2 separate regions of the Gossypium hirsutum genome follow, and region 1 is linked to region 2. Evidence: chromatin contacts called from public Hi-C data. All regions are on one chromosome and are shown on one strand. The core of a region is the stretch at or near the end of the contact, and the rest is flanking DNA. Distances in the headings are between cores, read along the strand shown. Region 1 holds the start of LOC107919767 (phosphatidylinositol-3-phosphatase myotubularin-1). Region 2 has its middle 20 kb from the start of LOC107921793.

Region 1 (5,568 bases), core at 2,035-4,534, 330 kb before region 2:
TCATCTAGTAGATAGACATTAATCTTAGTAGTCGATATAATTTAAACTGTATCGTTGAATCGTGGGGAGTTCAACTATAAATATAAGTCTTCCCCCTAATTTGTAATCATCCTATTCAATAGTAATTAAATACTTAAGGAGCATTTACCCAAACACTTTGTATGCAATCATTTCTAGTGTCCTTTCCTATTTGTTCATTGCTTCATCATTTGTGTTTGCTTTCACTAAGTTTTGGTGCCTTAGAAAATTTCATTGAGAATTCTCGCATTTTCAAAAGCTAGATTGACTTAAGCGGATTTAAAGTAAAATTATCGCCTAAGGTCGCGCGGTTTACCAGACTAAAATTCTAGCACCGTGACACTAGTAGTGAATAATATTAGTTTTTCTTTACCCATAATTTTTTTCTTTATGTTCACTCGATTTCTACCTTTGTTACAAGGAAGAGAATTTAAGTATGATCCAATTTCCTACAATTCCTAAAGAAACACTTTACAGGTAATTTTTTATTTATCAATCTACAAAATCTATTAAATCATTAATTCCAAAGTGAAGTATAATGGTAATAATTCTACCCATACTCCCATTCTACAAATAAAGGTAAACCCTAATCATTCTCTCTGTCCCCCCTCTAGCCCTTACCACTTCCTGTAGCCTCATGTCCCATCAAACTTCAAAATTTAAAACATATTTTATTACGGGAAAAGAATGTTCCCAATATGTATTTGGACATTCTCTTTTCAACTACCTTATGCATAATGCTCATCTTGTAGATGCTTTTTCTTTTATATACAAGCCTATCCACTCGAAATAAAATGAAAGAATTCACGTAGCTTCTAATTACAGACACTTGACCACTTATATAAAATAAACAACGAATAAGTATGTTCGTCCAAAATTTAAAATACTGAAAACATGTTTTTTAAACAATTAAGACGTTAAAACATAGCATACCTATGATTTGAAGGAGACGGCGAGTTGGAGATCTATCAATTTGGCGAGGAGCTGATTGATTCTTCACTACCTACACAAATCACCATCAATGCAAAATACATTAAATCAATCCACCTAGACGATTTTTAGATTTAATATGGGCATTCAACAGTTAAAACAAAAAAAATGGTATTATATATAGGCACACACGTCTAAACTTAGTCTAAACTCTAAAGAATAATATAAATGCAAGTGTTAGGAACTAAAAACCTATCTATGCTATTGCATGTATTCTTTTATTATTTATTTTTTCTCTTCAGATCTCTAGGCATCTTATGGAACTAGGCAAGGGACCTATCAGCTTAGACCTTCTCAAGTATCATGAGTGAAATTGGTTATTCAAATAATAGGGTACATATAACAACATAGTCACTCTTAGATCACATCTGATCTAAAGATTGCGTAGGCCTCCAGTGAATAACCAAGGTGGCTTCTAACATTTATTTGACCTAATTCGTTTGACAATTGCACTTACTGTTCAATTATCTTGTCAAAGATGAATAAAGGTTTTCATGAAATGGCTTTTTAATCCCAATGCTTTGCACAAATCTCACTCAAAATCATTCCAACATACTTTATTTATGTAGTTTGTCATATCCACATCAATTAAGCATTCAAGTTGTTGCGATGCATTATTCCATTAGGTCTATACATTGAATTCAAAGTTCATATCTCCAAGCTTAACAACAAATTAACTTACCATTTTGTTGAATTTCTCAATTGTTGCCAGAGGAATGGTGCCTAGTGGAACAATATTTCTGGTGCCATCACTCTTTTGAAAAGAGGAAAATTAGATGAATTACATTGAAGTCGTAACAAAAATGCATAAAAAAACCTACTAAATTACTATTAATGCATGCGTATAAAAGAAATTTTTGAAATACAATGTTAATGAAGTTTTATAAAAGGAAATAGAAACAATAAGTCCCAAAGCTATGCAGCATCCCACCCATTTTTTAGTATCATCAACTCATACGAGCACTATTGTAATTCCCATCACTTCTAATACCAATGAGTTCTTTTGAAAAAGCATTTCATCTCTTCCATCTGTTCTGTCATCTTCATTTTCTTCTCAACATTAAAAGCATTATATAGAATGAGTTCATATTAAAGCTGAGTATCACATAGAGCATATTCTAGTGTGAGACTGACAGTTTTCATGCTGATACTAATGTCAAAACAGAGAGTACGGTGACACCATTTAATTTGCAATATTAAGGTTGATATCAATCTAAAGAAGTTCTTAAACAAACATAAAATTTGCCCATTTGCTTAAAAAACTGGAGAATGAACTCCATTGTTAGAATACCAAGTAACTAAGTGCATTTTCAGGAGCATAGAACTAATTTTTATAATCCCTATGGAAAAATGCCATCTATTTCAAGTTTGAAATCTCAGAATATTTGTATGTGCTATTACTCAAAAATTTCTTCATTCACCAAAAAGAGCTTAAAGTGATGCTGATGTATGTTGGCCAAATAATGCAAGACAGCAATAGTTAACCAAATACTAAATGCCATAAGGCAAATTACTTACAAGAAAGAGAAGTCGAAAGTTGGTAACGAACAAAGTTCCGGCCTCATCTCTATTAACAAGAACAACTCCATGGCCCTAAAAATAGATATTCCAAAGTGCCATTACTTTAAGATGTGCTATTGTAATATTTAAAGAAAGAAGCAGAAACTTCATTTTACAGAATTCACCTACTTATCAAGATTCTTGAAATTAACAATCTTGGAATTTCTCATTTCAATCAAATGATAATGGGTGATCTAAGTTATCTATGAATAGAATTCAAAATCCATAATTTCAAGAAAAATCGAAAGGAAATAAAAATAAAAGAAAAAAAATTCAGAAGTACCTCCTCTATAACTCGCTCAGCTTCAAGCAGAAACTCCGAATTAACATGGGAAACAGATCTTGTAACCGGCTACAGTTAAAACTTTGTTAATTACTTATTAAAAATGATAAAGTAATTTAAAAAAACAACCCTAGAATCCACAAAAAGAAAAACCTCAATTTTGGTCCATTCAAGGGCGTCCCAGCTACCAGCACCGTCCAACCTCTCGCTACCATCAGAACTGTCTCGGGAGGAGACCGATCTAGGAGGCCGAAGTGCAGCCATGTCAGTCGAGTATTGACTCCAATTCGTCCTCTGTTTTTTTTTTTTTTGAAATTTTATTAATTTTCGAAGGTTTTGAAAAATTAAGTTCGGAGAGACAAACAAATGAAAGGAAAGGATTAGTGATGTTGACCGCAAGTGTGGCGGGTTGGATTTTCCAGCTGTTCGCTACATGTACAAATGTATTAGAATATTTATCAATCCGGACAGATTGACAATTAAATGATTTTTAGGGTAGCCTTTACTTACAAACAGCTTATCATACGGTTTATCATTATATATTTTTAACATACATTAACTTCTAATGTTTAAAGTGTGTTTATTTCATAAAAATTATTGATAAAAATATTTTTTTATTTGTTTCATAAAAAGTAAATTCAGCAAGGGAAAAGAAAGCATTTTCAAATAAATTTTTCTTCTAAGTCGTTTTATGAAAAAAAATATTTTTGTAATTTTATTTTTATATAAAAATTAACTTAACTTAAATTTAATATTATAATAATTTTTATTTTTAACTTTTGAAAATATATAAAATATTAAAATTTTAATATCAAATATTACAATGTTAAATATTATTAAACATACATATTTAATTCTTTATATATAATAATATAATGAATTAATAATATAATTTATTATTTTAATGAATTATTTAATATTTAAAATTTTATTTTAATAATAATTTTTAACAATAATAATTAAGTTTAAATAATATTATTAATATATTATTGAAAAGTATTTATATTAATTTTTAATAATAAATATATATTACAATTTATAAATATTTAATAATAAATTTTTTATATTATAAAATAGGAATATTTTAATTATGTAAATATGAGTATTTGTTTAAATCATGCTTAGCTTCATTTATCTCTTCTGACTTTGATGTGTCATTATAGACTCTCATATATGTAATTTAAATTAAGTTTTAATTAGATATTAATTATTACTAAGTTTATATATGATATTAATTATTATAAAATAAATTTCAATTGTCGAAAGGAAATACTATTATAATATTTTGTAACAAATATATTTATGTTGTGTTTGTTTCACTAAGAATACCTTTTAGAGAATGATTTTAAAAATGTCAAAGAATGGAAAATATCTTACGGAGAATCATCCAAACATTAGAAAATTTAGCTTTTTCAGAAAATTGATCCATTTTCCAGAAATCATTTTTCGAAAGTTGTTTTCAGTGAAACAAACACAACCTTAATTAAAAAAAACGAAACCAATATTTTTAAGGATTTACCAGAATATCTAAGAATTTATTAAAATTTCTAAAGTTTTACAAAAATTTCTAAGGTTATACTAAAATATCTAAGGAATTACCAAAATTTTTAAGGATTTATCAAAATTTCTAAAATTGTTTTGAGTATCCCAGGCCTAATCAACTTAACATTCATTCATACCAAATTTTTAATGATTTACCAACATTTTTAAAGATTTACTTGTAACACTTCGCCCGGTGTAGTCTTAGTTGATAGTTTGTATGGGCAAATAGTTGGTTAAGTTTTAACCAAAGTATGGCTGATTTTGTGCTCTATCCGTCAATTTTGTATTTGTATTGTTTGTCGCACCATGATTGGTGGACTGTTTGGTTATTCTGATAAGTCTGTAATGTTTTGCTTGAAGGGTTCGCTTTTTGGTGAAATATAGGTCTCTAGTTTTTATGTGTTGGCGTGGTCACTGTATGTAACGGCCCGATTTTGGGCCCAGTCCGAACAGTGGTTTCGGGACCATTAATCTGAAGTCAGAGAAATTATTTTTAATATTATTTTATGTGTTGTGGCATGATTATATGAGAGTATGGAAATTTTGGTGAATTAATTTTAGCGATTTCATGCTTAATTGTGAAAAAGGACTAAATCGCATAAAGTGCAAAAGTCCTATTTTGATAGCTAAGGGTGCCAAATAGCTAGAGAACCTAAATTGGGGGTCTTTAAAGAGCAATTAGACCCTTAAAAGACAAGCTAGAAGACCATAGAGACATGAGGAGTCAAAAAGTCAAAAGATGACTAGGGTTGGTAATTGATGACATTAGTAAATTGAATATTAAAATAAAATCAAATGGGTCATATTTCTTCTCCATTTTTCCATCGAAAATAGAAGCCATTAGAAGGGTTTTTGAAGCTTGAAATTTCATCCACTTAGTCTTTCTACAAGTAAGTGATCTTGATGGTTTTTCTTGATGATTTTTGTACTTTTAGAACCCTTGTAGCATGAGCTTTCAAATAAGGGGACTATTTTGCAAAATGGTTAAAAGTATAGGGTTTTACCATGAGAGTGTTCATGTTTTTTTCTGAGATTTTATGGAAGAAAAGAATCATGATTGTGAAAAAAACAACTTTTGTGAAGTAGTTTTCATGGAAACCCTAACTAATGACCATTTTGCATAAGTTGTAAAATAGGTGATAAATGTGTGAAATAATGAGAATTATAGGCTGCCT
Region 2 (6,502 bases), core at 699-3,198:
GATACAAAATATCATGCTTTATAAAGTTATTGGCGACATCTAAAGCATGAGAATACAATTGAATTTTATTGCTATATTGATACGCATCAACAAAATTTGTTGTATATGTTGATGATTTATTATTTATAAATAATATTGAATGACTCAATATTGAGTTATAAAATGATGTTCAAATAAGGTGAGCAAAATATGCATTGTTGTAACACCTAGGGGTGAGCAAAACTCGATTCGACTCGAAAAAATCGAAAAAATTCAAATTTCGAGTTAAATGAATCGAGTTATTCGAGTCAACTTGAATTTTTTTCGAATTTCGAGTTCGAATCGAGTAGAGTTTTCGAATTTGAATAACTCAAATAATTCGAATAATTTGAATATCAAACTATAATATTTTACATTTTTACCCCCAACTCTCAAACCTTTTTACTTTTCCCTCAAAACTTTTATTCCTCCTCACTTTCTCCCCGGAAATTTTACTCCCCTACCATCCCAACCCTCCAACCTACTCAAAATCCATTTCCCACCAAAATTTTACTCTCTCATTTACTTTTTCTCAAACTTTTACTTCCAAAAACTTCAAAACTTTTTATTTTCCCCCAAAATTTTTACTCCCTCCCATTTTCTCCCTAAAACTTTTACTCCCTTCCCATTCCACCTCCCATCTACCCCAAACCCTCCCCCCCAATTTTTTTTTAATATTTTCTCTCCAAAATTTTACTCCTCCTATTTACTTTCCCTCAAACTTTTATTCCTCCAAAACTTTTTAATTTTCCCCTAAACTTTTACTTCTCACCCTACTCTCAAATAAAAAATCAAAATTATCCAAAAAAAATCACTAAACATAAATAGTAATAATTTTATTTATATCTACTATTTATATTATTAAGTTAAATTTCACATTTTATATTATTTATATTATTAAATTATTTAGTCATATTGATTATTTATATTAAAATTGAATTATTAATTATGTCATAAAATATTCGTGTTAAAATTTTATATTAGTATCAATTTCACATTTTATCTTTAAAATAACTTTTATTAAAAAAAATCACATTTTTACATTTAATATATTTTTTAATTTCAAAATACATAATGACAAGAATCTGAAGATAATTGAAACAACTAAGCAAGCAAATAAGTTAACCCGTATATAAAAGTTTAATAAATAAATTATGAGATGATGGAAGTGAATAAAAATTTGATTAAGGTGGATAAATTTTATTACAATGGGTGACAGTGGTTACAAAGACCCAAAATTATTTTTTAAAATTTAACTCGAACAAATATATTCGATTCGATTCGATTTGAATTCCATCTCAGTTAACTCGAAATTTTTTCATTCGATTCGATTCGATTCGATCAAACGCTCACCCTTAGTAACACCCCTCACCCAATGCAAAAAATAATCGAGAATTTAATTAGGCACTCCCTACCGCTACACTTGAGAAGTTAATTTTCAACATTGGATTGTATTGTTTTAAAGATCTTAAGTGATGCTTAATTGAGGGAGAGTAATTTGCATTATATTTTTTATTTTAAGGTTATGACAAGTTGTGTTTTAAAAGATTATGTAATCTTTTTTCTTTCACTAGGTTTTTGTCCTATAAGGTTTTTCTTATTAAAGTTTTTAATGAGACATATCTTTTACAATGAAGTAGATATTCAAGCTTTCATCTTCCTTTTTTAACTTATTATATTTATGTATTAGAAAATAAGAAGTCTAATCTCTTTATACTACTTATAATAATGATAGAAAATAAAGAAATGCAAATTTTTTTTGCATTATTATTACTATTTTATAACACCTAAAAAATTGTAAAACTATTTATAAAAATAATATATTAAAATAAGAAATTTGTAAAACAATAAATAAAGAATGGTAGCCACCCTTATTATCAGTGATAGCGGATTTTAATGTGTGTGTATATTTTCTTTCTCACTCTTTCCAGCTGCCGTCCAGGTCTTCAGCCCTCTCTCTAAAAAGAGCTCCAAAAAGTAGAGTAATTAAAAAGTGTCATTTTCTAGTTTTGTAACTCAACTGAGCAGCTCCAGTAATCAGGTGCGGGGCAGAGGTACACTTCCGGTGGGTTGAGATAGTATTCTACTTGGGGAAAAAAAGCTTCAAAATGTGGAGATCTGCGTGAAGAAGAAAGCTAGGGTTTTGTTTTGCTTTGGAAACTTTGGATGATTTTGAATGTAAAAAGAAGCAAGATCTGAGCTTCATGAACCCCTTCTGAGTAAAAGGTTGTTCCCCGTATTTTTTGGATGTTGATTTTAACTTAAGTTGAAAGGAGTCTGGTGGAGAAAGGGGGTGGGGGTGGGTAAGTTCTCTTTTTCCTTAGAAATTATGGCTGTTGCACGACCCCTGAATATACTTTAATAACAAGGGCTAGGTGTATTTTCCATTTCAACCGCACTTTTCTTCGGTTTTCTTTAGAGAACGAACAACTTTTCTTTTTTAAATATTGGAAGAATGAGACTCTCTTCATCAGGGTTTAATCAGCAAACTGAGGAAGGTAACTGTTTTTAGCTTTTAATTTTTTTTTCTTTTAGTATTTTTCTTGAAGTAAAAAGCTGCGCTAAGTTATAATTTTTTCGAAATTATAAAGTAGTGAAAGATTTTTGTACAGGGGAGAAGAAATGTTTGAATTCTGAACTTTGGCATGCATGTGCGGGTCCTCTGGTGTCCCTGCCGCCTGTTGGAAGCCGTGTTGTATATTTTCCCCAAGGTCATAGTGAACAGGTAACTGTACCTGCCTTATTTCCCATGCTTTCTGTCAGATTTGGTTCTATTTCTCCATTTCTGCTCAAGAAAAGAGTTCAATAAGCTTAAGTTTTAGGGAGAACTTAGAATTTTAAGATGCTTTGTAAGGATGTCGGAACTTTTTTGGCTACATGTAGTAATAGAACTTCCTTGAACCAGCCATTTCAGTATCGCTGAATATCTTCATTATAGTCTACTTGTTGATGCATGAAGTGGTGAGTGAACTGCTGAAGCTCCTAAAAGATTAGAACACTCTATGAGGAACTGTATGCTTCGTTTCTAATATTTCTGCGAGCTTTTGGTGTTTATGACTCCCTCTGCAGGTTGCTGCTTCAACCAACAAGGAAGTAGATGCTCACATACCGAACTATCCTAGCTTACCCCCTCAGCTTATCTGTCAGCTTCACAATGTGACCATGCATGTAAGTTAAATGCTCAGTTAACCACTTTCTGTTTATGGAATGTTTAGTTGGTTGCTTACAAAGTCATTTATTCAAATACAGGCAGATGTAGAAACAGATGAAGTGTATGCTCAAATGACCTTGCAGCCACTGAGCCCGGTATGGGAACTTGACCTTGTTTCAAGGTTTTGTGCTTGATAGTCTTTTAATTTGGCACTTCTTGACGTGAAAGCATTATTGTAGCAAGAGCAAAAGAATGTGTTCCTCCTGCCTGCTGAACCGGGTACTCCCAGTAAACAACCAACCAATTATTTTTGCAAAACACTGACGGCAAGTGACACAAGCACTCATGGAGGATTTTCTGTGCCTCGTCGAGCTGCTGAAAAAGTCTTTCCTCCTCTTGTATGTTTTAGTAGGTTACAAGCAATTCAGTTCACTAGCATCTGGTTTTAATTGAATTAGTTTAAGTGGTTATTTTTCTTTCTCTATCTTTTAATTCTGTTGTGCCTTCAGGATTACTCCCTGCAACCTCCAGCTCAAGAGTTAGTTGCCAGGGATCTTCATGAAAATGAATGGAAATTTAGGCATGTATTTCGCGGTGAGTGATTGAAACAACTTTGTTCAATACTGTGTTCCACAATAATTTTAAGAGAAATTTCAAATTATCATGATTTTATAGTATTATTTGTCATTACGCTTCAGTTAGTGTTGTATTTTACCTGTACCCAGTTCATCTACTCTTGAATAAGTTATTGGTTTCATTTTGAAGGTGCTGTAACATTTCTTTAACCTTGGGTCTTTTATGTGATTGTTTCTGAAAGTTATGAAGATGACCTCAGATATATCCTTGCTATATTCTGCATCAGTTATTGGTTTGATTATATTGGGGCTAAGAATCTCTGATGCTGAGGTTCAGATAATTTTTAGAGCATGGCTAATATGCAAATCTTACAAAAAGAAGTCAAGTTATTTACCATGGATGAAAAATAATATACTGAAATAGGATTTTTTTTAATAAGATATTAGAGTTAATGCTTTCTTGCCAACAACAATAAAAGAAGCGTTCTTGTTGTTTGCTTCCTTTGATGGATTATGTATGCTGTTTTGTGAATTTCGCTGCATCAAAATGCCCATTTGTTTGTAATTGTTTATTGTTTCTCACCTTGCAAATGGTCAGAGTTTCTAGGTCATCTCTGAAATTTTGGTTGATGTTGGTGTGGGCAAATTGTGAAATGTGATGACCAAATAGCTCTTTACTTTTTGATATATGCTTTATAATATGGTGATTGTGTTTGTCTGATATAGTTAATGTTTCTGGCAATCTACAAAGGTTGGTTGTTTTAAGTCTTTCACGTTTTGCTTTTGATGTGTTTAAGTCCTTTTCCTCTCTTTGGAATTGTGTGGGGATTGTGAAGATTTGTTAGCTGTAAGGTTTTTTTGTTGAAAAGAGTTAATGAAAGCTTAATTCTTGGCCAAAGATGGTCAATTCATCTAGTAGTAATTCTATAAGAATAACATTTGAAGACTTCAAGGGAATATTTCTGATATGCATGTATTTGAGGGGATCAAATATTGTATGGAGTTGTGAGTGATGCATTAATGGAGTAAATGATCCCCTGCAACCCTTAATTTTGGGGGGGAAATCATTATCAAATGGAATATTTCTCCCCTATTGTTTTTGTAGGTTATGTTGTGTGTTGGATTTGGATGAGGTTTGCCTCATTTCTTATCGTGTTTTTCCTTTCAAAGAGGAATCAGCAATTTCTGCTAGTTCCTATAGGAATATGTTCAGATTTAGTACTTGGAATGTAGCATTTTCTTTGGATGCTTGGATCTGCTTTTGATGAATTTTTATTTTATATGTCTACCTATCTTTAAGTTGGGATATATGCTTTCTTGGATGATGAAAAGGTTTTGAATATCAATGGCTGTAAACAACCTCTAATCAATTTATGTATTTTCTTGTGTGCAGGGCAGCCAAAGAGGCATCTTCTTACAACTGGGTGGAGTGTTTTTGTTAGTGCTAAGAGACTTGTTGCTGGTGACTCAGTCCTTTTTATTTGGTAAATTGGGTTTTCTTTCTTCCAAGTATAATTTATGCTTACTTTGTTAGTAATCAAAGTACCTTTTCTCTGTGATTGGCTGGAGAAATATCTTACTAATAGCTGTCAAATCTGTAATGCAGTTTGAAACAATCTAGTGAAATCATCCTGCTTAGATAGTTTGGCAGCAAAATTTTATGGACGGTATTTTTGGTTTATGAATGTATCTTCTACAATAAAATATCCAATTCTACTTTTTATTTCTGAAGTCACGAGTCTACTAGTATGCATCCTCATTGTGTGTAGTAGAGGTGACAGCTGGGTGGGTTGAGTCACTTTGGGTTGGGAAAATTGGGGTCAATTTTGGTTTGGGTTGCATCAAGTTCTGCTCATTTGGGTGTATCACTCGGGTTTGGGTCATTTTGATCCTCATTGTTTGGTTTTGAAGCCAAAGAAATTTAATTAGCATCATTTTAAGGGATTCTTGGTCAAGTTGGGTTTGGTTGAGCTCGATTCAGGTGTGTTTTTGGGTTTGTGTCAGCTTCGCCAGCTCTAATGTGCGCTAGTTATATTTGGCAGTTGTTACTGCAGCTTTACTGCTTTTTCTTGTCATGCTACTAATCAGTGAGTTGCTAATCATTATATTATCTCTGTTTTTGTTTTTATGTGCTTTTTATTATTATTTTTTTCTGTCAGGAATGAGAAGAATCAGTTGTTGCTGGGTATCCGGAGAGCAAATCGTCCTCAGACTGTTATGCCATCTTCTGTTTTATCAAGTGACAGCATGCACATTGGTCTTCTTGCTGCAGCCGCTCATGCGGCTGCAACCAATAGCCGTTTTACTATCTTTTATAACCCAAGGTCAACTACTTAATTCTAATTAAAAAATCTTCATTCTATTCCAACATAACATCTTGTCCATTTACAGTAGCTTCATTTCAGGGCCAGTCCTTCAGAGTTTGTCATTCCTCTCGCCAAGTATGTTAAAGCAGTCTATTACACCCGGGTTTCTGTAGGCATGCGGTTTAGAATGCTGTTTGAGACAGAAGAGTCAAGTGTCCGCCGGTGGGTCTTAATTCTCTAAATGTTTTCTTACTCCTGGAAATTGCTTAAATTTTATGGTGTTTCCTTCTGCAACTTGGTTATTTTCCTCAAGTAAATACTTCTATTTTTATATGTCAATTGACTAAAGTATCACTGGCAAATTTAAGTGGGCGGTTATTAACATGAGTGTTTTATGTCAGATATATGGGTACAATAACTGGCATTAGCGACTTAGATCCTGGTCGCTGGCC

What was found. Hi-C and Micro-C count contacts between places; a contact is called where the count stands out from the background.
Region 1: a contact with region 2 is called in a Hi-C map of leaf, with 2.4 times the contacts expected there. The contact joins the promoter of LOC107919767 here to the enhancer-like site in region 2. A contact is called at or near these places in 10 of 34 Hi-C or Micro-C datasets (callus, leaf, petal and 1 more).

What each region holds. Positions count from the first base shown.
Region 1 is chrA12:33,859,172-33,864,739 of Gossypium_hirsutum_v2.1, reverse strand. LOC107919767 (phosphatidylinositol-3-phosphatase myotubularin-1) reads right to left here and starts at 3,284. Exons shown (of 18, transcript XM_041082351.1): 1 at 3,005-3,284; 2 at 2,852-2,920; 3 at 2,527-2,601; 4 at 1,691-1,762; 5 at 952-1,021. The coding sequence starts at 3,115.
Region 2 is chrA12:33,527,342-33,533,843 of Gossypium_hirsutum_v2.1, reverse strand. It overlaps the pseudogene LOC107933599. Among protein-coding and RNA genes, the nearest start is that of LOC107921793, 20 kb to the left of the region's middle. Within about 2 kb of position 1,948, at least 7 of the 9 cell types and tissues checked have an H3K27ac peak or open chromatin away from gene starts, as enhancers often do. A contact at or near this core is called in leaf, where this site is marked.